6 separate regions of the Mus musculus genome follow, and regions 1, 3, 4, 5 and 6 are each linked to region 2. The links are chromatin contacts, called in public Hi-C, HiChIP or PLAC-seq and promoter capture Hi-C maps. All regions are on one chromosome and are shown on one strand. The core of a region is the stretch at or near the end of the contact, and the rest is flanking DNA. Distances in the headings are between cores, read along the strand shown.

Evidence for each region. Promoter capture Hi-C pulls out the DNA fragments that hold promoters and counts their contacts. HiChIP or PLAC-seq counts read pairs in DNA pulled down with a chosen protein or histone mark. A called contact is a pair of places that touch in the nucleus more often than the background predicts.
Region 1: a contact with region 2 is called in a promoter capture Hi-C map of hippocampal neurons, with 6 times the contacts expected there. The contact joins the enhancer-like site here to the promoter of 4930525C09Rik in region 2. A contact is called at or near these places in 2 of 39 promoter capture datasets (hippocampal neurons and second pharyngeal arch cranial neural crest), 1 of 15 datasets of contacts at CTCF or cohesin (the NIH/3T3 cell line), 3 of 484 Hi-C or Micro-C datasets (cerebral cortex and cortical neurons) and 1 of 115 datasets of contacts at active chromatin or transcription factors (differentiating embryonic stem cells).
Region 3: a Hi-C map of uterus shows a contact between it and region 2, with 4 times the contacts expected there. The contact joins the enhancer-like site here to the promoter of 4930525C09Rik in region 2. A contact is called at or near these places in 1 of 39 promoter capture datasets (hippocampal neurons), 2 of 484 Hi-C or Micro-C datasets (adipose-derived mesenchymal stem cells and uterus) and 1 of 115 datasets of contacts at active chromatin or transcription factors (astrocytes).
Region 4: a Hi-C map of cerebral cortex shows a contact between it and region 2, with 3 times the contacts expected there. The contact joins the enhancer-like site here to the promoter of 4930525C09Rik in region 2. A contact is called at or near these places in 3 of 484 Hi-C or Micro-C datasets (cerebral cortex and cortical neurons) and 1 of 115 datasets of contacts at active chromatin or transcription factors (neural progenitor cells).
Region 5: a CTCF HiChIP or PLAC-seq map of the NIH/3T3 cell line shows a contact between it and region 2, with 6 read pairs. The contact joins the enhancer-like site here to the promoter of 4930525C09Rik in region 2. A contact is called at or near these places in 1 of 39 promoter capture datasets (hippocampal neurons), 1 of 15 datasets of contacts at CTCF or cohesin (the NIH/3T3 cell line) and 3 of 484 Hi-C or Micro-C datasets (cortical neurons and myocytes).
Region 6: a contact with region 2 is called in a promoter capture Hi-C map of hippocampal neurons, with 29 times the contacts expected there. The contact joins the enhancer-like site here to the promoter of 4930525C09Rik in region 2. A contact is called at or near these places in 1 of 39 promoter capture datasets (hippocampal neurons), 17 of 484 Hi-C or Micro-C datasets (the C10 cell line, the C2C12 cell line, cerebellum and 8 more) and 2 of 115 datasets of contacts at active chromatin or transcription factors (astrocytes and neural progenitor cells).

The regions. Positions count from the first base shown.
Region 1 is chr10:98,416,730-98,421,785 of GRCm38.p6, forward strand. No RefSeq gene overlaps it. Among named protein-coding and RNA genes, the nearest start is that of Gm8633, 67 kb to the left of the region's middle. Within about 2 kb of position 1,807, at least 25 of the 459 cell types and tissues checked have an H3K27ac peak or open chromatin away from gene starts, as enhancers often do. A contact at or near this core is called in cortical neurons and hippocampal neurons, where this site is marked.
Region 2 is chr10:97,710,966-97,716,021 of GRCm38.p6, forward strand. 4930525C09Rik (RIKEN cDNA 4930525C09 gene) reads left to right here and starts at 3,807. Exons shown (of 3, transcript NR_130993.1): 1 at 3,807-3,890. All of the region lies in intron 4 of Gm10754 (predicted gene 10754), which reads right to left.
Region 3 is chr10:98,681,124-98,685,656 of GRCm38.p6, forward strand. No RefSeq gene overlaps it. Among named protein-coding and RNA genes, the nearest start is that of Gm40750, 120 kb to the right of the region's middle. Within about 2 kb of position 3,203, at least 156 of the 459 cell types and tissues checked have an H3K27ac peak or open chromatin away from gene starts, as enhancers often do. A contact at or near this core is called in uterus, where this site is marked.
Region 4 is chr10:98,571,772-98,576,328 of GRCm38.p6, forward strand. No RefSeq gene overlaps it. Among named protein-coding and RNA genes, the nearest start is that of Gm34297, 37 kb to the left of the region's middle. Within about 2 kb of position 1,495, at least 10 of the 459 cell types and tissues checked have an H3K27ac peak or open chromatin away from gene starts, as enhancers often do. A contact at or near this core is called in cerebral cortex, where this site is marked.
Region 5 is chr10:98,332,312-98,336,866 of GRCm38.p6, forward strand. All of the region lies in intron 4 of Gm8633 (predicted gene 8633), which reads right to left. Among named protein-coding and RNA genes, the nearest start is that of Gm8633, 17 kb to the right of the region's middle. Within about 2 kb of position 1,325, at least 82 of the 459 cell types and tissues checked have an H3K27ac peak or open chromatin away from gene starts, as enhancers often do. A contact at or near this core is called in the NIH/3T3 cell line, hippocampal neurons and myocytes, where this site is marked.
Region 6 is chr10:98,483,192-98,487,977 of GRCm38.p6, forward strand. No RefSeq gene overlaps it. Among named protein-coding and RNA genes, the nearest start is that of Gm34297, 52 kb to the right of the region's middle. Within about 2 kb of position 3,265, at least 31 of the 459 cell types and tissues checked have an H3K27ac peak or open chromatin away from gene starts, as enhancers often do. A contact at or near this core is called in cerebellum, cerebral cortex, cortical neurons and 4 more, where this site is marked.

The DNA.
Region 1 (5,056 bases), core at 557-3,056, 700 kb after region 2:
CTTGGGAGGGAGAGGCAGGTGGTTCTCTGATTTTTAAGGCTAGCCTGGTCTACAGGGTGAGTTCTGGGATAGCCAGAGCTGCACAGGGAAACTTTGTCTCAAAAAAGCAAAACAAACAGAAAGACAGGAAGGGAGGAGAGAGAGAGAGAGAGACAGAGAGAGAGATCCTATTTTTGACTTGAGAAAGCCTTAAAACTGCAAACTACAGATTCAGCCACATAGAAATACAAAGGCATCTTCTTCAGACCACCATAAAAAATATTTTGAGAAAAATACAAAGCTTACATATACAAAAGAATATCACTAATTCTTAACAGCTCTTACAAATGGAACAATAGCAGAAATCAAAAAAACATTTTTAAAAAGCCTCTGAAGGGATGATTCATGAAAGAAAGGCTAAAGAGTGATGAACATAAATAAGGAGTTACAGATATTCAATCTAAAACTATAGCTATTTATCATCTGCCAGCTTATATAAGGAATATATAAACAGAAAGCTCTAGTGGTAGAGCTGCAGCTTGGTGTGGAGACATTAGCCAACCATGGTAGGGTTCAATTGCGAGAATCAAAAAAAGAAAGGGCAGTCCAAGAATCATCTCTAATGTGACAGAAAACACTATGTGATAAGAAAATTACTGTATTTTTTTAAGAAAGTCAAACAATGTATAATATAGCATTTAAAAACAAGTGGAACCTATGACTCAACAATCCTGCTGGTTAGAATTCATCTGAGGGAAATATTTGGCAGAATTAAAGGCCCCTGCCTCCTTTGAAATGGCAAAAATATGGAAAATTGAGTGTGCAGGGACCTAACTAAATTATTCAAATAACTCACTAATATAATTGCAGAGGTCAATGACACACACAATACTGGATGCAGAGGCTGCTTAGGAAACTAGTAGTTCACACACACACACACACACACACACACACACACACACACACACACACATAGCAAGCAGAAGTTTTGTTCCAGTACATACATCAAAAACACAGAATTATATGAGCCAAAATATCCACAAATATTGCTGGCAACAACATCATAGATGGCTTATTCTAACTTGTTAATCTGTACTTCCCATTTCGTACGAAGTGTAGAATAACTCCTTTGATAAAGCTTGAAAATTAGGAGGGAAAAGAGAAAAGGAATTCCCCAGTCAGAGAATGAGAGGAACGTTGAAGATAAACTTTGCCTGGATCAAGTCTTTCCAAGCCTGTTCGGAGAGAGGAACGCTGCGAGACTGCAGAGCAATCCCAGGGTACCTCTTGATGAGTCAGAAGCCTCAGGCAGGTGCTTCTCCTCTGAGAGTAACAGATGAGGAGCAAAGAACTTGACTGATTAAACGGTGATCCCACGGAGGCTATTTGACAACAAACATGTAGCTTTCCTTTTCCTTGTTTGAGATTCTGAAGAAGCCTGACATTTCTTGTCAAAAATTCACTCATCTACCATGCACCGCTAAATCTGCCTGGTGTCCTAAGTTTGAACTCATCCGACAGCATACAGAATCTGTTGACAAATCTTTCTCTCTCTCTCTCTCTCTCTCTCTCTCTCTCTCTCTCTCTCTCTCTCTCTCTCTCTCTCTCTCTCTCGCTCTCTCCCCCCCCCCACCCCCCACCCCAGGCCTTTGTGATCGGATGACTCATTCCCTGGTAGGTGGTAGTAGCTTTGCACTAAGTGAATGATTGGAAATGCTTTTGCGGCTGAATGTCTTGAAGCTAAATGATGGGTTGGGAAAGATGGGGTCAGAGAAAGAGCATAGCACTGCAGATTGTCAAATGGTGCGTGGCAGGCATCAGCCACGCCGTGCAGATGGAGAGGCTATGAATACATTTCAGGTACTGCAGTAATTAGAGCAAGCAGAAATCCACACAGGTTCCCTTGGATATTAGAATATGGTGTCAGTATTCTCAAAAATACAGATGGTGTTTCAATACACATAATAGCCTCACTTCTCACCATCTGGACCCGAGAGTCTTTTCTGCTTGGACTCTCTAATCAGTGACCATGTTTTACTGCATTAGAAACAATTAGAAGTCACATTTCTGTGCTCTCTCTCTCTCTCTCTCTCTCTCTCTGTGTGTGTGTGTGTGTGTGTGTGTGTGTGTGTGTGTGTGTGTGTGTGTGTGTGTGTGTGTCACTCCTCAGCCTCTCTGAGTTTCTTTCTGCATCTCTGCGTTTGTCTCTGTCTCTCTGTGTGTCTCTGTATGTCTCTGCCTCTCTCTCCTCTCCATTTCTGCCTCTCTTTCTCTCTTTCAGTCTCTCTGTTTCTCTCTGTATTTCTCTCTCTCTCTCTCTCTCTCTCTCAACTGATAACCTCAGTATTTCTCTGAATTTCTGTCTCTGACACTATCAGCCATTTTAGCTTAGAAATGATAGGACCTCTGGTTCTATGCACTTCTCTGCTTCTCATTTTTCATTCGCTAGAGTGTTTGTAGATGGAGTAAAGTCAGCGCAATAGCAAACGCCACGCTCTAGATCAGAGGGTAGAGACGAATGACAGGAACTTTAAAGGTGGGTGGCGTGGCTGAAGGGGACACTCCTACAGCACAGAAATCAGTGCAAAGTAATTGCTCAAAAGTCGTTCAATGGCAGGGGAAAAAATCTTTCTGATATTGATTTGTGCTTTGTTCTGCTTATGCATTAAAGAAAAGGCCAGGCTCCTGGTGCATACATATTTGGAGTGCTTCACACTACTGAGCCAACAGCACAGGCAGCCCAAAGACATTTATTCCCTGTAACTGAGTTTCTGGGGGGAAATCTACTACTAATTGAATAAGACCAATAGGAAATAAACGTGCTGCAGTAGAATTGTGTTGTTCCAAAATGATGCTTTGCAGTCTTAATCCCTGGTACCTATGAATCGGAGCTAATTTGGAAATAAAGCCTTTGCACAATCAAGTTAAGATGAAATCAAGCTGAGTCGAATGGGCTTTAATTCAATGACTTATGCCAAGTGTTGACACAAGAACACAGAGATCTAGGGAAGGACACCCTGGGATGATGGAGGCAGAGGTTTGAATGTAGCAAGTCAAGAGGTGCAAACAATCTCCAGCAACCAACAAAAGCTAAGAGAGAAAGGAAACAGACCCAGGGAAGCAACCATTTTTGCTTGCTTCATGTCGATATATATCAGTCTCTATGACTTGGAGAGAACAAATTTCTATTGTTGTAAACAACAGTTTGGGTAAAATTTTATGGAAGCTGTAGTAATCCGCTTTCAAAAAGGGTTTTTGATTAAATGAGATTCTTCTAATGACATAACAGGGTCATGGTTAATACAAGAAAGATCTCTGGCCAGCACTGCTCGTATCCACTTAACTTGGTGAACAATATAGATGATGTCATCTTTGTTTGCTTTCATCCCCTATATAAGAGAAAGAGATTTCATCTAAGCTAAAGTCATGCTCAATACCCCCTAGTTCTTAGTTTTATACATGGTTTCCTCATTACCAGTAACCAGGAACTGAAATCAGGGCCCAGGATCTGCCACCTAAGATCTTGAAGTGGTGGACTGATCCATAATCCAATCAACCTAAGGAACCACCTTGGAATCTATCAAGAGATCCTACCCAGTGATGGCTTGTATCTCTGCAGGGAAAGAAAATAAGTCTCAGAGTGTTTGCCTCCAACCCAATGCTGACAACAGAGGAAAGCTAAGTTAAGAAATAGAGACTAAAGAGATCTTTGTGATTGGTTCTATTCCCCCACACCTTAAGCTACAGTGATGCACATAAATAAAAAAAATCAATAAAATTATGACATATTTTCATTATGTTTATATCCTTGATTCACATACAGTTATATTCTGGTCTCTAGGGAAATCTCAAGTGATTGGGCTATGATTTAGGATTTGATTCTTTAAATGAGTTCCTTAGCAGAATGGCTACAGATCCACACTTTTATGACTGTAACCTACACTCTCATCGGCCAGTCCTTTCATAGATTGCACAGGGTAGAAGATCCTACTACCATGTGCTTGAATAAAACTATCCCACTAGTCACTATGATATTCCAGCCTTTGTAGTGCGAGCTGTGGTTTGATTCTCACTCCTTACTATTATAGAACAGAAGGTGTGAGGGTTACCGTTGGAAGCCCAAACTCCTTAAGACTCACTGAAACTATACTTGATGTTGTTCTAGCATAGAGGACCCCTTCCAATATACAACATTGATTTCTTTTCTCACAGTAACATACTGCAGAGGTGTACATCAGAGTGGAGGCTCTCAGTGTTCCATATAATCTGCCGAACCTGCTTTTATAGTTGACAGCCAATGGAATTTAGTGCATGGCAAAGATCATATAAATCAGCTGCAGTTTTCAAATTTGTCCTCAGTGATTGAGTATAATTGAGGATATGGTGGTATGGATTCATAGCTTAACTGACAGACATTGCCAAGAGAAGATATTCATCATGAGTCTTATTATTGAAAATGTCATCTATTTTTTTCTATAATATATATTCCATAAAAATGTAATCAATAATTGTCTCCATCACTGAGATTTTCTTTTAATTTAATCAAAACTCCAGTTTTTAGCCAAAGCATTAAAAAGAAAAGAGAGGTGTGGTTCTTGGTCTTGGTGGTCTAAGCATCATAGCTTAAGTTTACTTTGTCCCCAGCCTGTGCTGACAGAAAGACTATGTAAAGAGACTTTCTTGGGTGAGCTTTATTGATTTTTCAGATAAACTTCATGGCTAGATACCACCTGTAAATATTTCACAGACAGTTGTTAGAAGTCTAAAAGATTAGGAAAACCATATGTAGTCTAGCACCCAAACACTTGGCGCATGCAGATGACGCAAAGCATTCATTTCCATGTCAGGAAGATTCAGAGAGCTGTGAGTTGTCCAAAGTTCTTAATCTCTCCTATTTCGCTTCTGTGTCATGATATCATGCTACACATGTAAAGAATTAGTCTTTAAGGGCCACCACAACATAAGCATAAGTTTAATAAATAAGACTTTGGAAGGTATGCTGTGCAAGCAATTATATAAAAGGGTTTTTCATGTCACCTAAAGTTACCTTCTTAAACCTTTGCAGGTGCGATATATT
Region 2 (5,056 bases), core at 2,557-5,056:
TGAATTAGTGAACTCTAGATTCAATAAGATATTCTGTTTCTCAGCTCCATGTGTTTCCCATTCTAAGAAGGAACAAAGTATCCACACTTTAGTCTTTCTTCTTGAGTTTCATGTGTTTTGCAAATTGTATCTTGGGTAGTCTAAATTTCTGGGTTAATATCCACTTATCAGTGAGTGCATATCATGTGTGTTCTTTTGTGATTGGATTACCTCACTCAGGATGATACCCTCCAGATCCATCCATTTGCTTAAGAATTTCATAAATTCATTGTTTTTAATTGCTGAGTAGTACTCCATTGTGTAAATGTACCACATTTTCTGTATCCATTTCTCTGCTGAGGGACATCTGGGTGCTTTCCAGTTGCTGGCTATTATAAATAAGGCTGAGACAGAAGAAAGGACCATCCAGAGACTGTCCCACCCGGGAATCCATCCCATATATATCCACCAAACCCAGACACTATTGCATATGCCAGCAAGATTTAGCTGACAGGACCCTGATATAGCTATCTCTTGAGAGGCTATGCCAGTGCCTGGCAAATACAGAAGTGGATACTCACAGTCATCTATTGGATGGAACACAGGGCCCCTGATGAAGGAGCTAGAGAAATTACCCAAGGAGCTAAAGGGGTCTGAACCCTATAGGAGGAACAACAATATGAATTAACCAGTACCCCCCCAGAGCTGTGTCTCTAGTTGCATATGTAGCAGAGAATGGCCTAATCGGCCATCAATGGGAGGAGAGGCCCTTGGTCTTTAGAAGATCATATGCCCCAGTACAGGAGAATGCCAGGACCAAGAAGCAGGAGTGGGTGGGTTGGGGAGCAGGGTCGGGGGAGGGTATAGGGGCCTTTCAGGATAGCATTTGAAATGTAACTGAAGAAAATATCTAGTAAAAACACAATAAAATAAAATAAAAGATATTCTGCGACAAAAACTGTCTTGGTGAGCAATTGAGACAGATATGCAAATCATAAAACCTGGCATCTACATTCACATACTACACTGGCATGTACATGTGCACACAGTTGAACATGCATACATACATATATAACACACAAAAATTTAAAATCACATAATTGACCAAAAAAGTCTTATCTATAAATCATATGATTTTAATGAAGAATTATCTTTAGGGTTTTGTAGAAAGAGTCAACTTTTAAGGTTAGCAACTTACTCAAACACGGCATTCAATCTTGATCTAGTCAGGTATCATTTAAGCTTTCCCAATGTTTTGTTAATTTCTTTCAAAATATTTTACCTGAAAAGTCATGTTAATGTTAGAATATAAGTATGTTTAATATGCTTTCAGAAATTTCATAATTCTCTAAAATGGTCATAAAAAAACACTAGAAAGAAAATCAAAGCTATATAGCCTGATTTTAACATTTAAGTAAATTAGATTGCATTTTACTTGATATTGTTTGGAGGCCTAGAGAAAGCCATTGTAGACACTGTGAGTTTAAGGAAGAGATAACGTCGAGCTTTCATTTACTCAAAAACAAAACAAAACAAAACAAACAAAACCCAACCATGTTAGCACCTTCAGACCTGTTTGGGTACTAATAAAGTTATTTAAAGTTGCTCTTAAATCGCAAAAGTTTCCCCAGATAAATCTTAGTCTTGTACCAATATATAACTCCTTTCTAAAACCTATTTTTATCACTGCATTGATATTGAGGAGTGAATGGGGAATCCACTTCAAATGTGTAAACAAAAGCTATACTCAGGCCTAATGTGAGCAATAGAAATAAAGTGGTGCAAACATAATCTTCCCAGACCCTGTTGGTACTGCTCTCTAGATGAACTCACTGTCTGGAATGTGGAAATCATTTCCTTTTTTCTTTAACATCTGTCATTGGAATTTAGCGGCAAGGTGGTGCATTGCAGATAGAATGCTGGCTCTGTCAGCTTCCCCTAGATGGCGCTGTTTTCTAAGAAGCTACAGTCGCGTTTTGGTTTTTTGTTTTTTAAATTGTGTTCCTGTTAGCACATAAACCTTACACTAACTACTGCTTTATATCTTCATGTATGTGTGTGTGTGGGGAAGGGCTCTGTGTGTACAAATACCGAGTCACACTATGAACATGATTTTAAAGTCTTCTTTCCATTTGCTGAAACCATAAAAATGCATTTGATTTACCTTAAAAACCTCAAATATACATATAAGAAATGATATGTCAAAAGGATATACGCTGAGATTTTTGTTAATTGTGGGAAAGGCTGTGAAATTTTATACTTGGATGTGAGTTTCTGGGCTAAATGCCCAACGATCTTTTTATAAAGCATGCAGTGATTAATACTTTCTTTAGATTTACAGTGGATTTTTCTTGTTGGCCTCTCAGCCTTCAAAAGTGTTTTATTACATTACTGTGTGTGTGTTACATTATTTTGTGTGTGTGTGTGTGTGTGTGTGTGTGTGTGTGTGTGTATGAGAGGGGGGCATAGCTTGTATGTGTAGGTCAGAACACAACCTGTAGGAGTAGGTTCTTTCCTTTACCCACGTGGGTTTAAGGGGTCAGAACTGGGGTCACCTTATCAGCCAGCACATTTACCTTCTGAGCCATCTCACCACGTCCTCTAGTGTTCTTCTGTGACTCTTCATTCACGTGCTCAATTTTCTGGTTGAGTAAGGAGAGACCCTGAGGTATGTTTAGTTAGACTTTTCTATATTGAAAGGAAGAAACAATAGTATATAAAACAGCCAAGCCACTTGGAAGTAGAAGTGATGTGGAATAAAAACCTGCATAGAATTCACAAAAAGGAAAACATTTCTTTCCTTTTCATCCTCTTCTCCCTTTAATGGCCCACATCTTTGAGGTGGCTCACTCTCACCCTGTGTCTCTCCCACTTTGCTTTGTAAATTCTCCACTTCTGTTTGCCATGTTTTGACTTTCCCACTGCTCCACCTAAGTCTTTCAGGTTCAAGAGACATGGAGCTGGCCTAGAGGATGCATGGCTGTAACTTCCTCTCTTAGACCTAGTACAGAGTGCTTTGATGCATCCTATTATCCCGTGTAAAGGGGGGGGGTGGTGGGAGGAATTTGAATTAAAGTATCAGCATTATCATAGTCATTTGCAAGGAAACTTAACATGCATTACATCCCGAGCATCTAGGAACCCCAAAACCCCATTTTCTAAATGAACCATAAAAGAAACTAAGGCCTTATATCCCAGTTGAAAAGTTGGTAACTGACAATGGAGAGCTGAGAGCTATTTCCTTTGCTGCTGAAAACTCACTAGTTTTTTTGCGGTAACCAGCTTCACAGAATGAAAAGGCAGCCCCGTGTAATAACCCGTGTCTGTAATCTCAGCTCTAGAGAGGACGAAACGGGACAGTCAAAAGTTCAAGGCGCTTCTCTACCACACAGTGAACTCTAGGCTGTTCTGGAGTGGAAATGAAGGTTCTAGCTAAACGTCCTAAATAGTAAAACAAAAGCAGAATATACTAAAATGCGACCCAAGCACTTCACTGCCACGCTGTGGCTCCTTCTGCCTAGCTGTACCTTGACGTTTCCTCTGCATTCAACATAAGTGGCTGCTTCAGATTCAAAACGAAGTTTCTATAAATAGACTCTTGAAAAGGATTTGCTGTACCAACTTATACGACCCTTGCAGTGTTTCTGTCTGGTACCCTCAGCAGGGGCCTTCGTCAGGAAAGAGGGTTATCATTGTCATGTTCAGGGCAATCATGAAAACTTTGGTCTGGTTCCATTTGGAACCTTGATGGGACACCCTCCCGGTCTCTCACAAAGGCTACCTTGGCAACTGCTCAGAATGTAAAGTCCCTCAGCCCCTGCAACCTCAAGGTAGCCATCCATTCTCCCTATCTCCCTGATGTGCCGCCTCACTGCTCACTGGCACCACCGTTTCTAGCTCTTCTCTGTGAGGTATGAATCCTTCATATCAGGGTCCAGACCCAGGATCTGTGAGGGACAGCACAAAGCTCTAATGTTCTATGTAAAGGAACAGGGGAGAAAGCTTTTTATTTCTTCTGTGATTTATCTCTTAAATTAATATACACACAGACACACACACCACATATGCACACACACATATACACACACATGTGCACAAACACACATACACAGAGACACACACACTCACAGACACACATGGATTTTAACAGTGAATGCTGTGTTATATGAATGAACACAGGCAGGCAAATGCAAAGTTCTCACAGATGCCCTTGTTTGGCCCACAACTCCAGTTATCCTCACCTCACACACTCATAAAGAGAGGGAAACACACACACAGACACACACACACACACACACACAGACACACACACACACACAGACACAGAGAGAGAGAGAGAGAGAGAGAGAGAGAGAGAGAGAGAGAGACAGAGACAGAGAGACAGAGAGAGAGAGAGAGAGAGAGAGACAGAGAGAGTGAGTTTATGTCCAGGCATGTAGTGAAAGTTGGAATAGCCTTTGTTCAGGGGTGGAGGAGGCAGTGGCTCATGGAAGTGGAGGTAAGAAGGCACAGGACGGGGCAAGCTTCTATGTCCTAGGCCATTCTCCAGGGCTTTACCAGAGGATACCTTCAACACAAATTAAAAGATAAGATTGTCAGGCATTTCAAGAGAAGGTTCTCAGAGCATGAAGCCGCAGGTTCAGAGTCCAGTTTATGAGAACAATGAGGCTGTGTTTAGGGAGGACAAGTTTAAGGGGACTGAGAATAGTTATAAGCCAGGCCGGCCCCTTTCAAGATGCTTCCCTGGCACTCACACCCTCTGCTCTGCCCAGCTCTCTGTATTCCTTGATAATATGCTCCTCTGAAAACCTTGCCAGCCTTGGAAGATTCCCAAGTATGCAGTATGTGCTGTTATGCTCATGAGAACAATACCCCCCACCCCCCACCCCCATAGCCTGATGCTAACCCTTATGTGAATAAGCTGTATTCCATACTGGGTCCTTGTGTTGCTAGCCCATTGATCTTTAACTCTAATCAATAATTCTGTGATCATATACTGAGCCTTCCTGGAACAAGGATCCTTTATATCCATGGTTCTCAACTTTCCTAATTTTGTGACCTTTTAGTACAGTTCACC
Region 3 (4,533 bases), core at 1,953-4,452, 970 kb after region 2:
TTAATTCAGTGGCAGACAGAGTAATGAATCAGAAAAAGGGTTGACAGTAGGATATGCCCAACTCTCATGAGAAGAAAGACGAAAGAGAGGTGACTTAAGAGAGAGCAGCAGGGGAGAAAAGAAGCAGTTTTACCAAGAGAGTTTTAGAGACAGATTAAAGAGAGAACAAGCTAGACACAGATGAACACAGAACAAGGCAGAATGGGAAGGAGCCAGAAATTTAGAACATATTGCCAAAGTTATTATGAAGCCAAGCAGGGCAATTCAGTCAGAGGCTGAGAGAAAACAGTTTGAATCAGGCAGCTTAGCTAGGAGTTTCAAGCCAGAATAGGTGAGTTGAACCTGCCAGCGGGACCTCAGGAAGAACAAAACAGGGTGAGCTTATTCAGCAGTCTCAGAGATAGAAAACATTCTAGGCCTATAGTAGATTGTACGGAGGCTAGATGCTTCCAGGACTAGGCCTACATTTTCAGACAGAGGCATCTGAGTTAACAGTTGTTACATCAGAAGAATTAAAGTTACATTTACATATTCTAAAGTGACTTGGCAAGTAAGTGAATAAACACAAGTACAGTAGTTTACCCAACATGTCCTCATCTTCTCAATTATATTATTATTATTATTATTATTATTATATTATTAAGAATTGTTACATTTTCAGAGTAGGCAAAGGACCCTCCAAATATATGTATGTATGTATGTATGTATGTATGTACTATCATTATTCTTTTGTCTTTCACAGCCTTCCTTAAAACTCTAGACCCATGAGTCATTTAATCAGCAAAGAAAAAATAAATAAAGCATTCCTCTACATAAAATATTTTCAAATATAACAAAAATTAATGATCGCTATTTGCCCTGTCATATCACTTGCACTAGAACTACTATCTGTTTTGTGGCATTCTTTGCCAGGCACACAGGAGATCATGATTGGTGGTATTTATGATAGATCCATCCTGTGCTTGTCCATAAGGAGAATTTGCTGAAGATTAAAAGTAAATTCAGAACTAATTGACTGCTAGCCAGAAGCTATGTTGCTGGGACTTCGAAACTACACTCTAGAAAGAAAATGACTAACCAGATCTTGCCAAGGACCAACCCAAAGACTCAAAACCAATCTCTTGACTTGCTTACAACAAAACCAATCAGGTAGAGATTGACTTCAGTATTTTAGCAGTTCCCTAAATAAACCTCTCATTATGAAAACTGTAGTTTGTTGCCCTAAGTTGCCCATTTTGAGCTATCTATGAACAATTACCTACTGAAAATGAGCCTGAGGCTGGTGGAGGCTGGGAGTAGACACTAGAAAACTTTCTCAACTAGAAAAGAGTGCAATGTATGAAATGTTGGTGACAGAAAAAAATGAAGTGGGTAGTCATGCTGTCCCATGTCACATTGGCTTCTTGTTCTCATCTCTCTGTTAATACCCACCTAAAGCCAAAAGTAGGAGTCATTATAGCTCAAGTGTGAGGCTTAGGTACCCCAAGAAACCTAAGGACTGTGCTTGTCATTCAAATTTGATGGGCAGTTATCAGAGAACAATCAACTTCCTGATGACCTTTGAGTATAATGTACTCAGAGGCATTGAAAGGACAGGATTGGTTTCCTTAAGGGTTCATATTGAGCTTTCTGACAAGATTCAGCTCTGTCAGGCTAGGCGTTTTCTCTCCCCTTTACAATCTATCTTTTTTCTTTTTTGAGATTGCTTTTTCTGTCATCCCCCTTTACAAAGTCTGACAAAGATGATTGCTCCATGATAGATTTCATTTATATTCCCTAATATCTACTTCTCTTTCACTTTGAGTTAGATGTGAGATTACACTTTCCATGGTCTGCTGAGGTTTTATGTGAAAATGTGATCGTGTGACCAGTGCCGGCTAAGGTAAAGTGAACGACACTCTGGACCAATGCTTTCTTAGCTTGAGTTGTGCTTGCCTTCCTTCTAATCTCTTGCTATTAGAACCCCTGAAACCTGGATATTTAATGCCATCATCACAAGGCAGTAATCCCTATGTGATGGTACAAAGCGAAGCACTTTAGGGGACCAGGAATGTAAAAGAAAGTTTAAGGTGGTTACTACAGCCTAATCTAGACTATAATGTCACATACAAAAGAGTGAAGAACATTGCCCAGCCCAACATCATAAAAATGATGGCACTATAACTCATTTAACATGCATTCCTTAAGCTCTTGCAATGAAAACTAGGATCTAAGGTGGGAGGATGGAGAAAGGAGAATTCTGTTGACTACAAAGAGCTCATTGTTAAACTGAAAAGGGAGAGAAAGTAATAATTTTATGAACACTTAATATGGAATAGAAGATTTGAAGGATCTTTGTCTAACCAGTATGCAGGTAAAACTTAGGAAACTGGTCCTGCCCGGTTCTTAATGTCGTCACTTCAAAAATTAACATGACCTATTTGCATGACTGTGTGTGCCTAGGCAACCTCTTAAAATGGAACGAAAACTTGATTTCTCTCTTTTAAAATACTGGATTGTGATTGATAGCCAAAAGTGGGCGTGTCTATGTACTCCAAATTCTTGGCAAAAACAACCTCCCAGGCAGTAGCTAGTGACAGACCTCTGGCCTTGCTGCTACAAGTTAGAAACAATGGAAAAGGAACCACTTCCCTGAAGCCCAGACTCCTGAAATGTCAGCCATTCTACAGATGTCTCTTTAGGTACAACGGGTCAGGAATTGAACTAGGTTCCTGGGTTGGACCAGTGAACAGAGCATGCTCCTAACCTCATTCCACAAGCCAACAGATACGGAGTACTACTGCTATTTGTTGCACAATTGCAAGTATTTAAAGAGCTATCAAAGAGATTTCTCTGGACCAAGCTGCGGATGGACCACTACCGGTCTTTGTATGGCGATACTGAGATTAATTAACTAAATTGAATTCAGATGAACCTAGAAGACAAAATGAAGATTACCTTTAAAGGGGACTGTGAATTAAACAGAAGTCCCTAGGATAAAATCAGTTCTCCATAAATCCTAGCTATTCAACAGTGGCATGGAAATGTTTGCTTGTGGGATAAAAAACAGCCCTCCGTGCTGAGGGAGGGGACCGGCTGTTTTTACCATATACTAGTTCTTGCTTTACCCGAGTCACTTCTCTATAAATATGAAAACACTGTGCTGGCGCTTCACAGTTGTGTTTTTATGTTTCCTCTGACATCTCTCGAGTCAGCCGTAGGGGGAAGCCCCTTCCTTCCTGCCTGCTTTGTTTTGGTTTTGTGTTTCATACCTTTCCTGGCAACAGGGTCAGTGTAGTTCTCTGGTTACCATAGAATCCAGCTTGCCCTCCTAAGCGAATGTCCCAGGGAAATCAGCAAAGTACAGGAAGAGACACACTAAAAGTCCCTCACGCTCGCCCGCCCGGATTGAGTCAACGGGCACATTCCATTCACACTCGTCCAAAGGGCTTCTAGGTGGGGTCCAAGCTAATATGAGTGGCAGCTTCCAAGTTTTATTGCTTCAAATTCCATGATCTGTCAAATTGGTTTTTTATCTTTCTTTGCAAGATTGTAAGCAGTTTAAATGAGTCTCTTTATTTTACTATTCTTTCATTTGCTGACTAACTCCTTTATTGCTTCTTAAATGAACTCTGTGGCACTTTTAACTTATTCCCCAGCAAAAGGGAATTGGAAAAACGTTCTTGGAGAAAATGGTAAATAGAATACAGAGTAAGAGCGAAAAACAGACTCCATTAAGAGTGAGCATCGATGGGGAGAATGAAAACCTGAGCAGATATTCAGCAACGAGCCATCAAGAGCTGAGATTAAAGCAATGCAGATTGCACGTGCAAAAAAACATGCATTTCTAGAGACGGGAAAAAAACTCGCACTTTCTCAGACCATATTTTGTATAATCCACTAATAACCTTCCAAAGAAACTTTTTTTTGTTATTCTTATATTTTGAATGGCGAAATAGAAATGAAAGGGGTCACAAAACCAGAAAGCACTTTTTACAGGGCTCCAAATCCCTCAAGAAAAAAAAAATAATAACATTTTTTGTTATTTCACTGCCTTATGAAATCAATTAGAACTTGATAGCCTCTCGGGGAGATTAAATTTTTTTAAAAATACAAAAGAAAGGACAATGGGGTCACAATGGGGACACGGCACAAATGCAAAGTTACAAAGAGACAGAAGCACATGGAAAAAACAAAACAAAAAAAAAAAAAAACAAGATTCTTTGTTCCATTTTCCGTGCAGAGGATGGTGCCCTGACATTCAGGGAACCAGCTCTGTGCTTTCTCTTGGTGAAGAAAACATAAAGTTCCCTGGAACAGGCCTGGGGTTAGTAGACACTGTGTCCTGCTACAATAGCAATAGCCATCGATAAACAACCACTCACAACTTTCTGTCTTGGTTAAGCTGTTATCTTCGTCTGTAAAAGGCAACGTGGGCTTTTTTTGCGGTGCTTTTAAAAGAAAACAGTCTGCCTTTGATGGAATGTCATCTTTAAACTTTGCTTAGGAGTGTGAAGGCATTCTGTCAATATCTTGGAAACGAAATCTCTGAGA
Region 4 (4,557 bases), core at 245-2,744, 860 kb after region 2:
ATATTTGCCTATACTGATAAATTAAAGTGTCCCCTTGTGTTCGAGTCTAGTGGTCTAATAATTCTGGTTTTACAGATGTGGATGCTCGCAGCCAACAATCAGACTGAGCACAGGGACCCCAGTGGAGGAATTAAGGAAAGAACTGAAGGAGTTCAAGGGGCTTTATCTGGAATCAATGGGAAGGGAGCAGGCTGTTGGTCCTGTGAAGGCTCGATGCCCCAGTGTAGAGAAATGCTAGGGCAGTGAGGCAGAAGTGGATAGGTGGGTGGGGGAGCACCCTCATAGAAGCAGGGTAAGGTGGGGATGGGATAGGGGCTTGCAGAGGGGAAACTGGGAAAGGGGATAACATTTGAAATGTAAATAAATAAAATATCCAATTTAAAAATAATAATAATTCAGGTATTCAATAGTTAAATACTTCTAATCTTTCCAGAGCCATATATTGAAGATCCTGTCTCTTCTCTAGTGTGTATTTTTGGTACTTTGATTCAAAGAGGAGTAGCTATAAGTGCCTGGATTTATTTCTGGGCTCTTCATTCTGTTTGTTCATTTCTATGTTTGTTTTTGATGCCAGAACAGCTATGTCCTAGTTACTGTGTGCCTGTAATGTGCCTTGATACCCGATATGACAACACCAGGTTTCTTCTTTTCTGGGCAAAATAAAGAAATGGGGGGAGGGGGCATAAGTCTGTATAGTATGTGAATCTTTAGGCTCTTTAAAATAAGTTTTAAACAGAATTAAGAAATAGGTAACCTGGCAATTTTATATTATTCCTTGTAAACACCCTTAGTTCCAGGAAGATTGATGTGTTAAAGAGTCCACTCAGAAATAATTCATAAGGAATGTTAAGAAAATTAAATTTGATCTCTGCCTGGGTTTCCAAGAAGCACAGATACAAGACAAAATGGAAGCTTCCATTTTAGTGACCCAATATAAAGTTGTCAGGTTCCGAAATAAGCTGTGAGTCCGGTGGGCAGCAGTTTCTAATTAAGTGTCCTAGAGCTGGTTCAAACGCTCTAGACTCCCTAAGACATGATTTTTTGAAAGGTTACAGAAGTAGTAACTAAGGATAAGATTTGTGGAAGACAACTTAACTTTGAAGAGGGTTGCCTCCGTCCAAAAGACTCCCCCCTCCACCAACAGCCCTTCATACCTCAGAAGCTAAAGTTCTTCCCCTTTGGGCTCAAGCCAAGAGAATGAGATTCAGTAGTACTTCCTGAGTCTCAGAGTGAGCACTTGTATTAAAAAAACACGTGACACTGATTTGGACGGATCTGGAAGTCACCAGCGAAGGTCAAGGGCAGAGAAATAAGAGCGGTCCTGCCAGGCTGGAGTTTACCTGCTTCCCCCCCCCCCCCCCCCAGCCCCCTTCGGTTCGCAAAAAGACCTTGCTCTCAGGGGGGAAAAAATCTCTGCCAAGTGTCAGTATGGCAGGAGCCACCCCACATCCAAGCCCTGAGGCAGGATCTGAAGTGGCTGCGGAAAGGGACAGCTGCATCCTTTGAATCTGTGCTGAGACTCCAGGAAAAGCTCAGAAAAAGAAACGGCACCAGACTGCCCAGGAGACAAAACTAACGTTTGATGTTCTCTGGGAACATCAAGGCGTTTCACAGGCATAAGGACAGGAGAAGAGCATCGCCCTCATACCTCTTAGCGCCCTCATTCTCCTGCCCCGCATTGAAAGAGATCAAAACCACGGACACATGCAGTTGCTGAAGAGCATAAACAAGCTGAAGAAAATTTTTCAGCTACACTCCTCCTAAAAGGCTGCTTTCCCACAGCCAGCCAACGCTCACAGGATGAGGAGAAAGGAGTCCTACCTTTGAATGTGGATCTAGGGATTGATATTCTTATTATCAAATTTAGCTGTTATTTAAATTTTGAGCATAGCCAGAGAACTCTGCATGGTCTAAAACTACACAGAAAATTCGGGGATTTAGCAGATTTTTTTTCCTGTAGAAGAGAGAGAATTTCACTCCTGAAATGTTTGGAGAGGGTTTGAAAGTTTGAAAAGCAAACCCTGCAATTTGATTATATCCCTGCCCCTCCACCCCCAAAGATTGCCTTGTCCAAAGTAACTATACTTACCAGAGGTGACTGTCACGTTCTGAGTAGAGCTCAGAGAAGGAAAATGCTATATGATGGTCCTCAAAGAGTTGTCGAAAGACTAATCAAAATGATGAAGGACCGCAACCATCCAATCTCACAGAGGGCAACACAAGGAGCTCTGGCTGTTCATGCTGGGAATTCTGGGTAAGAGGCAGCAGCTCGTTTAACCTCTGTAACCAGGCTTACACGTAGAGAACCATCAGAAAACACATTTGTTCTTGAGGGCTTGACACCAACGAACGCACAAATAGTCCAGGATGAAGAAACATGTGTGAGGAAAGTCTTTCAAGACTAATAATTTTAATAGTGTTAGGTGGATTTGCATGGTCACATATTTACCATTGCTGCTTGTTTAGGCAGAGGGTAAATGACATTTGCCATGTTCCTCACATTGAGGACCACTAACCACTCTTAACTGTCATAATCCAGTTTGCCAAAAACCCCGTCCTCCTGAATGGGCCATTATATTAGAAACGAATTCACTCAACACCATAATGCACCAAATGATGGTTTGCCTCTTGAGCCCATCTTAGTTTTAGTTTGTCTTCATAAAGAAAGTGGTTAAAGGAATAACCCATCAATCACTGCCCTGCTTCCCTGGGGTCTGAAAGGGAGAAGACGTAAGCATGAACAGTGCATCCTTGGATGTCTTCCTTTAAATGTCTCCCTGAATGCAGTTCACTATTATTTTATTTTAAGTAGCATGCTTGTAGCTCACCCAGTGGCTTCTTCTCACACTCCACCCATTCATTCATTCTGCTTCTCAGGTCCTGCCACATCCTGCACAGCTCCCGGGATCTAAAACCCAGCTCGGGTGGTGAGGGCATGAAGGTAAGACAAGCACGGAGACACTCAGAAAAGCTGCGATCAGATGGAGATGGCCTGGGCTCTCAGATGCAGAAAAGTCAAAGTCGGCCACTTGGAAGGTTGGAGTGTTTACTGCACACAGCTGAACGGATGAGATTATTATACATAGTTATTGTTACATGGAGTTAAACAAGGAGACAGAATGACTACATACAGCTGAACAAGAAGGCAGGCTTAGCTAATCTCGCCTCTGTAGGAGAGCAGTCTTCCAACTATAAATGTCTGAGGGGAGAAAGCTATGGTGGACGTTTTCTGCACACACTGTTTGACTCGAGGGCTTTGATGCTCCAACGATGCAGAGGCATCCATCAGTCCTGGACATTCCAATGCTCACAGCTAACAGAACTTCTCTCACTCCTACAAGTACCCAATTGTTACACTGGTGTCGGAGTATGAATAAATGATGTTTTCTGCGTTATCTGGATGCTAAAGTCAAACCCCACCTCAACCCTTTACCTACCTTGGCAGCATCTGGGATAGAGATGCATGATTTAGTACTTTAAAAGAATCAAGGTATCACTTTTTCCCCAGGGACACTACAGGGAAAAGGACCACAAAGTGACCCTAAGGTGTGGTAGACTTATCGCAGCAGCAGATTTTACTGTGAGAAACGGCCAGAGGTGAAGTTTTCCTACACCACTCCTATATGTACAAGTCGTGAATCGTCAAGTCTCAATCTCAGAGAAATAACTCTGGCAAGGAAAAGCAGTGCCTAGACTCCCAAGAGATTCGGTGCTACCAAAAAGAATAGTAGTTGTCTAAAAACAAAAACGAACAAACAAACAAAATGGTATACTCTCCCATGATGAGAGCAGTTGACACCAGTGGTTTGGAGACTATGATAAAAAAACAAAAACAAAAACAAAAAACAAAAAACAAAAAACCAACTATTTATTTAAAAAGAAAGAATTCTTGCCATATGGTTAGCTTTAAGAAAATTTTCAATGGCTTCTATCCTAGGAAGGATAGAAGCCAAGCCCCCACCCCCACCCCGCACGCGCCCCCAGGCTGGCACTTACCATCCCTCCTTGTTTGGAGACTGCTGCTGCTACAGTGATTTCTCTATAACCTTCAATTCTACTTTGCCATTACTTACCTGAAATTCTTTATCCCAAGACACAGTTAGATCAGCCACAACTTACCTCTCTCTCTCTCTCTCTCTCTCTCTCTCTCTCTCTCTCTCTCACTCTCACTCTCTCTCTCCTTCTCTCTCTTTCTCTCCTCTCTCTGTCTCTCTTTGTCTCTCTATCTCTCTCTTTCTCCCTCTGTATGTGTGTGTGCATGTGTATGTGCATATATACTTCTGTGTCTGTCTCTCTGTCTGTCTGTCTCCCTGTGTATCTACCTCTGCATATGTATGTGTGTCTATCTCTCTGTGTCTACCACTTTGCCCTGCCCGTGTATCTGTCATATTTGTTCCTGTGTCTGTGTCTGGCTGATTGGCTGGCTCTCTCTCTCTCTCTCTCTCTCTCTCTCTCTCTTTCTCTCTCTCTCTCTCACTGTATGTGGGGAGCAGAGGTTATAGTTAAATGTATACAAAATAAATGTTATATAGTACAGAACTTTATTAATATTTATCT
Region 5 (4,555 bases), core at 75-2,574, 620 kb after region 2:
GATGAAAATATGGCTTAAAGAAATATATTAGATAATAACAAATCAAATAAATACATGTGCATATGTATGCATACACATCTATATGAGACTGTGATGTGTTTATGAATGTGCCATTGAAATTTAAAAAAAAAAAACAACCTGAGCCAATTAGGTTAGATAAGTTTGTTCTAACACGCCTCTAAATGCACCTTGTTTTAGTCAATACATTTAGCTATCTAAATCTTTAGAAAAGGACTACCTGTCCTAACATGTGTGTCTAACGTACCCCCAATGTTTTGCTCAAAGACTGACATTGCTCCCTCCTAAGCCATCTTGATACTTTGCCAACACATTTAAGGCAGCCACTTTCCACTTCCTAAAAGCTAGCACACATAGACTGTTAAAGTACCCAGAGCAACATGACCAGTGTCGAGAGAGCCGTGTGAGCTGTTAAAAGGTTTGCACTTCACTCCAGTCATGCAGGACCTGAGTCCAGAAACAGATTGCAGCTTATGGCTACGAGTCATGGGTAAGCTGGTGAGTCAGGCTGTGACCAGGATCGAAAGGCTTTATCCTTACATATGTTTCAAGCTGCAATGAATAATAAGCCTGCAGCATTGCCCTTTAGCTCCATTTCCCAACTCAGATGTGAATGATCTAATGTCTTTTCTGGCATAGCTCAGAGGTCTGTTGGTAACAAGTCTGCATTGCTGAATGTGTGCAATTTAAGCTATCAGTTGCTTTTGTCTTGGTTAGGCTTTGCCCATCTGATCTGCTTAGGATTAAGAGCTAGCAGAGTCAAAAGAGGTTGTTCAAACGATTAGAAATGTAAAATCTTATACGTGAAAAGTATCTGCCCATAAAGCAGAGATAAATGGTTTGATAGTCTCTCAGACATTCTTTGAATGCATTTCCTAAATGTGTTACTATAGAATGTACTTTGCAAGATCCTAAAACAAATGGACATTATAGATTCTGTCAGACTTTGAACATTTCTCAAGACAGTATCTTCATAGTCTTAATTTACTGATGTAGTAATTCAGTTACTTTAAAAAAATAATAAGAGCTATTGTCATCTTATACCAGGTATGCTGCAATTAGGATGTCACCAACAACTTTGCAGAATCCCATGTGACATATTCCCACCTAGATTCCAGAAAGTAGAGAGTGTCCTTGGGTTGGGGGTGGGTGTGAAAATCACAGGATTTTCTTAATGTTTTCATTCAGTAACCAAAACCATCTAGTGACTCATGTTATTGAAAAACACTCTGCTAAAGATGGCTCATTGCATTACTATTCAGCAAAGTCCACAGAGGCCAAGAAAGGCTGTCCTTAAATATCCGGGCAACTTTCCACAGAGGGTGAGAAACCCCACCCATCCCATAGATTTGTTCAGCCAGGTCCTGGGATGTCACTGGATAGTTGAAAGGATTTCACACGGAGGCCAGGGCATCCACAAGCCTTTGAAGAGGGCCCAGCTGTACCTGCTGCCCGGAAAGCTCACATAAGTGAGGGCTTCCGGTGGCTTGACATTCTCTCCTCAGGATTAGTGGAGACTCAGCTTTGAGCCATGGCTGGGCCTTCCTCGGTCCTAAGGGCAGAATGGAGCAGGGACAACTGAATGTTTGCTAACATAACTGCCATCTGCCACTGTTAAGTCTTATGGTGACAGAGTGCACGTTAATGCCAGATAGACTGAGAACATTCACCATCTGCTCATTGCCCTGAAATAAAATGAACTGGGTCATCTGGATTTGGAAGCCTCACTGGAATTACCGACATCTATTCCCAAAGTTAAGGATAGAAATTTTCCCCCAACTTTACATTGTCCAAGTCACTCAGAGAATTATTTTCTTATAGTAGGAAAATATAATTAGATAATAATTTATATATTAACAACAAAGGGTTTTCTGACACTTGAATTATTATATCGGTAAGCAGCGTTGTTATACATCAATATCCATCTAAATCCTTCTACAGGAAAGAGCAATACTAAATTAGAGATGATGATAACGCTTAACAGATAAAGAAACTTGCCCCTGGGATTCAAAGCCTGACCTGCTGAGTTTGACCCTGGAACCCACAGGAATGGAGGAAGCATGGCAGAACCGTCCTCACACGCCTGCACATGCTCCATGGCAAGCACCTCACATAACTAACACAATATACCTATACTTGTAATCTACATCTATGTCTACACCTATACCTATAATGCATATCTATATCTACATCTATATATCTTAATGACATATGTTCAAGTAGAGAATAAAAAATACATGAACCTTGTTGTTAAGCTAATTAAAGGCTTAGTTCTTTATTTCTAAGTACAGAGCAGAAGTAAATTAATAAAGAATTTCAGCCATCACACTGCAGTTTTAGGATTTAACTGAACCAAAATAGTGAGGAAATATTTTCTTTCCCTCAAGAGAGTGAAATAAAAAGGTAATTCTACTTCTACACTGTGAAATCAGCTCCTGGTTTTGTGTTTTGTTTTGTTTTGTTTTGTTTTTAAACTTATATCTCTCACCTACCAATCAACACTTCTCCTCTGTTCTGATATCTGCCAGTCTAGTAACAGACAAGTTCACTAGCTAGGTATTTAGGTTGGATCTCAGCTGAATAAAGGACATATGAGAGAAGGAACAGGAATAGAATAAATGATAATTTCAATTCATTATATTAGCCATTGACCGGAATTGTTGATCTTTCAAAGAGTATACCATAGCTGACTCTTTCCAAGAGTTTGCTTAAATTATATTAACTTGAAAAGAGAATTAACTACTTTTAATAACTGCTGAGCATCAGTCACAATCATATAGCTCATTTGGACCACCTTTCATGGAGAGGCTTCGAATATAACTAGTGGGGCTATCTTGAACTCCCATGAGATTTGGATTTTAAAATTACCATCCATGAGCTGGATTATCAATAAATTTTTTCCTAGCAATGTCTGTTTAGTGAACAACCCTGGGTTCTGATCTGCTCAGGCACTGAAGGCAAAGCAAGGAATACAATTGTATACAATATCTATTATTATGAAACTTTTAGGGACAGTAGAAATTTAGGCAGTAGAAATTTCTTCAGTTGCTGTTCCTTAAGTTTCTATCAATTTGAGCAGAATGTATTTCCAATTGCTATGAATGTAATAAGCCACTACTGTATGCTATACATTAAGTTATCATTTTGAGAAAAGACAAATAGGTTTAATCTTTCTTATTACTATTGTGTTTCTTTACATGAGACATAAAGATTACACATAAAAGCAAAGCAAAATCATAAACCACATAAAGTATTTCAGAGTAACTACCTTAACTACAATTTAAAGCAGACTTCTAGTTTTCTCTCACACAGTGTCTCATACTCTTCCTACAGCTTTGATCACCTATATAATGCTATTTCTAAGATTCACTTAATATATGTATTTTTATTCTCTAGCTGGTCCTAAAAGCTTCATAATAATAGATATTGTATATGATTGTATTCATTGCATTGTCTTCAGTGCCTGAGTAGATCAGAAACCCAGGATGTTCACTAAACATGCAGAGAGCTTCAAAAAGTATGCCATACTCATAGTCTAGTGAAATATAATTCAAAATAAAGCATAATTTAATTATTTTTCTTACTAACTTTTTATTTATTCCATGGTTTGTGAATATGTGTTAAATCCATATTATCTTATGGATGGATGTTGTTAAAATACGTATAATTTCTGACTGCATTTCTCTCTTGCTGTAGAGGGACAGTATTTAGTTATTAAGTTGTTAAATTATATATCATCATGACTGGGTAGATATCTCTGTTGGTAATGCATTTTCTGCACAAATGTAAGGACAGAGTTTGGAACCACAGAACCCATTTAAAACCTAAACAGGTAGTGAGGACCACTGAGCACAGGGTCTGGGAAAAGGAGTGTCTAAGCAGATAGCTAGCTAGATTAGCAGAGTGGGAAATCTCCCATTTCAACATGAGGATCCACCTAAATACAAAATATGGAATAATGAGGGACACACACACATCGTCAACTTTATACCTCCACATTCATGCTCACACGTATATGCCCACACACATAGAAACAGGCATATATGCATGCATACATAATACATGTATATACAAAATATCATAATATGTAAACACAACATTGCAACATGGGATAGTGTTAAAGAATAAAAGTGGCAATGGAGATTTCACCTACCCTTAGGAGCAAGGGAACAGAAACATCTAAGGAAATTATGATTTTTAGATAACAGAGAACATCAAGGCCAACTGACAGAAAGAAAATTGGTTTTCTGGATCATTCATAAGAAGTAAAGGCTACAGTGAATACTAAGCTGGCCTGTCCTCCCAAAAATGTTTGAAGTTAACATGAAAACTATATAAAAATACTATGTTCCTTGAGGTATTTTGTTTTCAACTTTATACATGTTATATTTCTACATTTTTAATCAAACCTTTATTCTGGATGTGTTGAACACTCTCTCTCTCTCTCTCTCTCTCTCTCTCTCTCTCTCTCTCTCCGTGAAATTTTGTCTTTGTAGCCATTCAATAGATCACAAACTGGATGTTATTTCAGAAGCAT
Region 6 (4,786 bases), core at 2,015-4,514, 770 kb after region 2:
ATACCATCCCTGACATAGTAGGGTGGTTACATCTAACTAAAGGAAGAAGGCTGTGTTATAAGTCAGAAACTTACTGTTTACTATAGTTGACTATTTAAATTCCATATAGACCCAGGCCCAGTGGAAGAAACACCGCATAACCATCTTTCTTGATTGTAAGAACCAAATTTAGTTACTTTCTTCGTTTTTATATCTTCACCACAACTCAATTGATTCTCAGTACATTTTTGCCTAAATAATTGTTTTTACATCCACATGACTCATCTTTGTATCTCCCCAAATCCGAAAACAATAGCATTAAACAGTATGAGTTGTTTGGCATAAATGACATACTAAAAGATTCCTTGGGTCTCTAAACACCTATGATGCACTTGCTTGCTTACCACAAGAGCAATTATTTATTAAACTTTCACAGTTATTCTGAAACTTTGGTGGATAGCACGTACACCAAAATGGCCAAAACTGACTGCTTTTGAAAACCTAAATCTCCATTGTAGATTTTTGAAAAGCAACCAAGCCCATGGGGTGTCATTAAATTATGATTAATAGTGACAAGAAATGCAGTGTAACTATAATAAAGAGGTCTACTTTAGACTATATTGTCCTTACCAAACAGGGATGGTGAGTCCCTGTAATGGTAATACTTAAGAAAGCTGAGCCAATGCAATGTAAATTGAAGCCTACATAATTAATCCCAGGCCCGTATGAACTACAAAGCAAGATCTTGAAAGAAAATCAGAGAAATCCTAAGGAATGGCCAGAAAGTCCGTCAGTGGTTCTCAGCCTCCTGATCCTGTGACCCTTTCATACAGTTCCCCATGCTGTGATGTTCCCCAACTATAAAAATATCTTCATTGCTAATTGATCACTGTAATTTTGCTACTGTTATAAATTGTAATGTAAATATCTGATATGCAGGATATCTCATATGTGACCTCTGTAGGGTTATTTGACTTCCCTTAGGGGTCACAACCCACAGGTGGAGAACTGCTGGCCTAAGTTAAAAACACAAATTGAATGCAGATAGTTGGAGGGCAGAATTTTATGGGAGTGAGAAACGTGTATGAAGACTGCATGGGTATGAAGTTGGTGCTTCCAAGAGCAACATAAGGTTACTATACTTTTAAAAAGTTAGCAATCAGTCCAGTCGGAGAACGTGTTTCATAAGAGGTATGCAGAAACCAATTTACAGAGACAGTGCTGGATGTGTTTGATCCTGCATCCTTCAAGTGCTTCCCTGGGTGCTGCAGAGAGGCCAGCATCATGGATACAGCTCAATTTTCAAAATACACTGTCTTAGTTAGTCACTGTGACCAAGCCAACTTATAGAAGACAGAATTTATTGGTGCTTACAGTTTCAGAGGGTGAGTCCATGATGGGGTGGGGAACGTGGCACCAGACAGCTCAGGCCTGGCAATGAAGCAGCAGAGGAGAACTTTCATCTGATCCATAAACATGAATCAGAGAAAGAGCCAGAGAACTACCTAGGAATACCATGGGCTTTGTAACCTCAAAGAACACCCCAGTGACACACCTCCTTCAACAACGCCACACCTTCCAATCCTTTCCAAGCAGTTCTCCCCATTAGGAACCAAGCTTTCAAATAAATGTCCCAATGGAGGATAATCTCATTCAAACTATCACATGTTCTCTGACTGAATGGAGGCAGTGTCAAACTAAAAGCAAATTTTGAGACCAGTTCAGCAGGGAAGCACCCACACTGTCCTTGCCGCTATCTGCAAACCTTCACTTCTGAATTTCTCTCCTGCTCACCTTCAGAAGGCCTTTTCCTCTCAATTGCTTCCTGTCCGGCCTTCTTGTGACTGAACCATGGACCCCTCTTCCCGACCTTACACTTTCTGTCTCCCATCCTCTCATGTCTTCTTAAAAGATAACACCTGTATTTCTGTCTTTGGCTTTGGAATTTCAGTCATAATCTATATGACCAAATTGTTGTTGTTGCTTCACATAGTTTTAGAAATTATGACAGAGACCAACTGTGATTAGCCATTGGTATCAGCTTAAGGACTTTGCAAAGCACAGAGTCCCTAGGTTTGCTTGTCATTGTTTCCAATCAGTAGGCCTGTGGTGTGGCTGAGACATTTGTGTCCTTAAATAAATAACCCGGAATAATACCAAAGACCATCCATGTTTCAGCACCCTTGCCTGTCACACAATAATCAAGTTCATATCACACCACTTTAGTTCAAATGATTTCTAACACCTTTAGCTTCCAGAGATCACTTGCAAGACATGCTGCCATGCCTATTTGGAAGTCATCAACCAACAATTTTTCAATGATTCTTTTCTTTCAAGACAGGTCAACTTCTTTTCTGTGGTGCCTTAATATTTGCCGTTTATAGACCAAAGACACCTGTTCTCTGTGAAAGAGAACTGTTTTTTCAAATTTAAAATTGCAACACGGGATTTTTCTAAATCCTGCAGCCCCGTTTTTATTAGCAGATTGATACCAGTTGTGCACAGTCCTGGCAATAACAAGAAGCAATGTGCTCCTGCTTCCTATTAAGAAAAACAACGTTTCCTGATTTCTTATTACTCACTTGCTTATAAGGTTAAGGTATCAGGTAATGTGAGAGAACTGAAGGGCATAAGCTTATGTGATCTGCTAGAACCAAAGGAAACAAGAGCAAATTCAAAAACTCTGCGCTCCCAAATTTCTAGTCTTCTGTTTCTCGCCTAGAGTCATACTACCTCCCACACCGCACATGTTGTAAACTTTATGCGGCCCATCTGTTAAGGAGTTTGTTTTCCAAATTTGCAGGGGCTTGGCTCTTCTGGACTGAGTACCAGAACTAAATGTGACACAGATTTTTTTTTTCCCTGCTTAATAATTTTCAATCGCAAGGGCACTGATGTCGGAAAAGGTCAGGGGAAAGGAGGCAAGCACCGCAGGAGCGCACTGACTGTTAAACGGCAGGACATAGGCAAGCACATACTTAGCATCCGCCATGATGACAGGCATAGCTGTGCTCAGGGGATGTTGCATTTTTCAGGTTGGTTGTGGGATAAATGTGGGCACAGCTCGGCATTTAAAATGAGGCAGACTCAGACCACGATGTTTCCTCACAGTTAATGCAGAGACCATAGATAATAATTATGTTGCTGAGCCCACAGAGAATTTTTACGACTGATCCTCTATTAAACTGGCAAAACAAGAGGATAATGTCTCCAGCACTAACAAGTTGGCAGGGAAGTCGCTGGCAGCTCCTCCCACTGATGTTCCATCTGTGTGAGCCTTCAGCAGGATCCAGGATATTGTTTCCCTACACAGGTTGTTCCTGCAGTATAATCAAGAGAGACTGAGTGTAGATAGCTTTATTGTTTTTGAAAAAAAAAAATCACTGCCACTTCAGGGTAAGCAGCTCCTGGGCTGGGCACCCTCAGTTAAGTCTTGCTAGGAAGAAGCAGCCATGCGGTGACGTCAGCAGGAAAAGAACCATTTCGAAGCACCGGCTTGTCCAAACGACGTGAAGTCGCAGGAGAAGAAGAACTGCTTCAGAGCAGGATTCATTTTAGAAAATCCTTTTGAGTCCCTTAATCGAAACTTAAAAAATTGCTTTTGTTTAAAAATACCATTTTTGCTGGTGGCTAATAACAGAGCGCGTTTGCCCAACCTTGACTCTCCTCCGGTGTCCTGGTTACTGGCTCAGATTTTCCTCTTAAAAAATAACAGTTAAATGTTGAGGGAGAAAGATCTGTGAAGGCAAAGGGGGTATATAAACCAGCTGAGTCAAATCCTGAGTCAAACTCCTGTGTCAAACTCCTGTCATGACGTCTGTCATTGTACACTTGGCATGCGATGCAGAAATGGCCTCTGGACAAGCCAGGCAGCTGCCTCCATAGATTTCCTAAATACTCTTCTGATATTTAAGACATATTTTAATAATGAATTTACTGCATATTGTGTCTTATCCATTGTGTGTCCAGAATAGGGTCTCACTGGACATACTTTCTTGCTCTGATAATGGAAATGGATTCTAAGTCATCACTTAGATGAGGGAGAATGTTAAGCTAGTCAACCCTGCACAAACACATGGTACCACATACAACTCACTTTGGCAGAGGATTATATGTAAATCGCAGGTAAAATAGGCAACATCATGGTGCTTGTTTGCGCCAGCCTGGTTGTCCATATTTAATAGATTTGAATCTCACCCCAGGAAAGAAATACTATTATTATACCCTGTTTTTCAGATGAGGGGATCGAGGCTTAAAAGTAGTTAAACTTGCCTAAGACCTACCCCCTAGTAAGCGGATATCTTTATAAAGCTCAAGTTCTCCAGCCCTACTCTGGGTGGGACAACTAAAGGAGGCCTTGCAATTCTGCTGAGCCATTTTTAAACCATCTCTAAGACCTTACCAAAAAAATCAGCATAAATCAGACAAAGGCGGTTTTCGTCATCTAGTGCATGGGTCCTCCTCCATAGCATTCGCTTTAAATTCATTTCCATTGGTTAAAGGGGTTCACAAAATGATCTCCTTCTCTCTTGTCTTTATGTATTCATCCCCACACTCCTACCATACATTGGTTCAAGCCCCTCTCCAGCGCCAAATGAGATAGAAACAAAGAAAAATATCAAAGCTGTGAGAGACGCCAACAAGCATCTACAAGGTTAGTCCTTCCCTGGAAATTTCCATCATTGTCTGATTCACTCAGCAACTCTTGCTCATCTAAGCACAGGACCAGCAGAGCTTTTCCCTACCTGCGGCACCCTTGTTGTTTCCTACTGTCCTTTTTTCGGGGTTACAGCTCACTATATTGGGT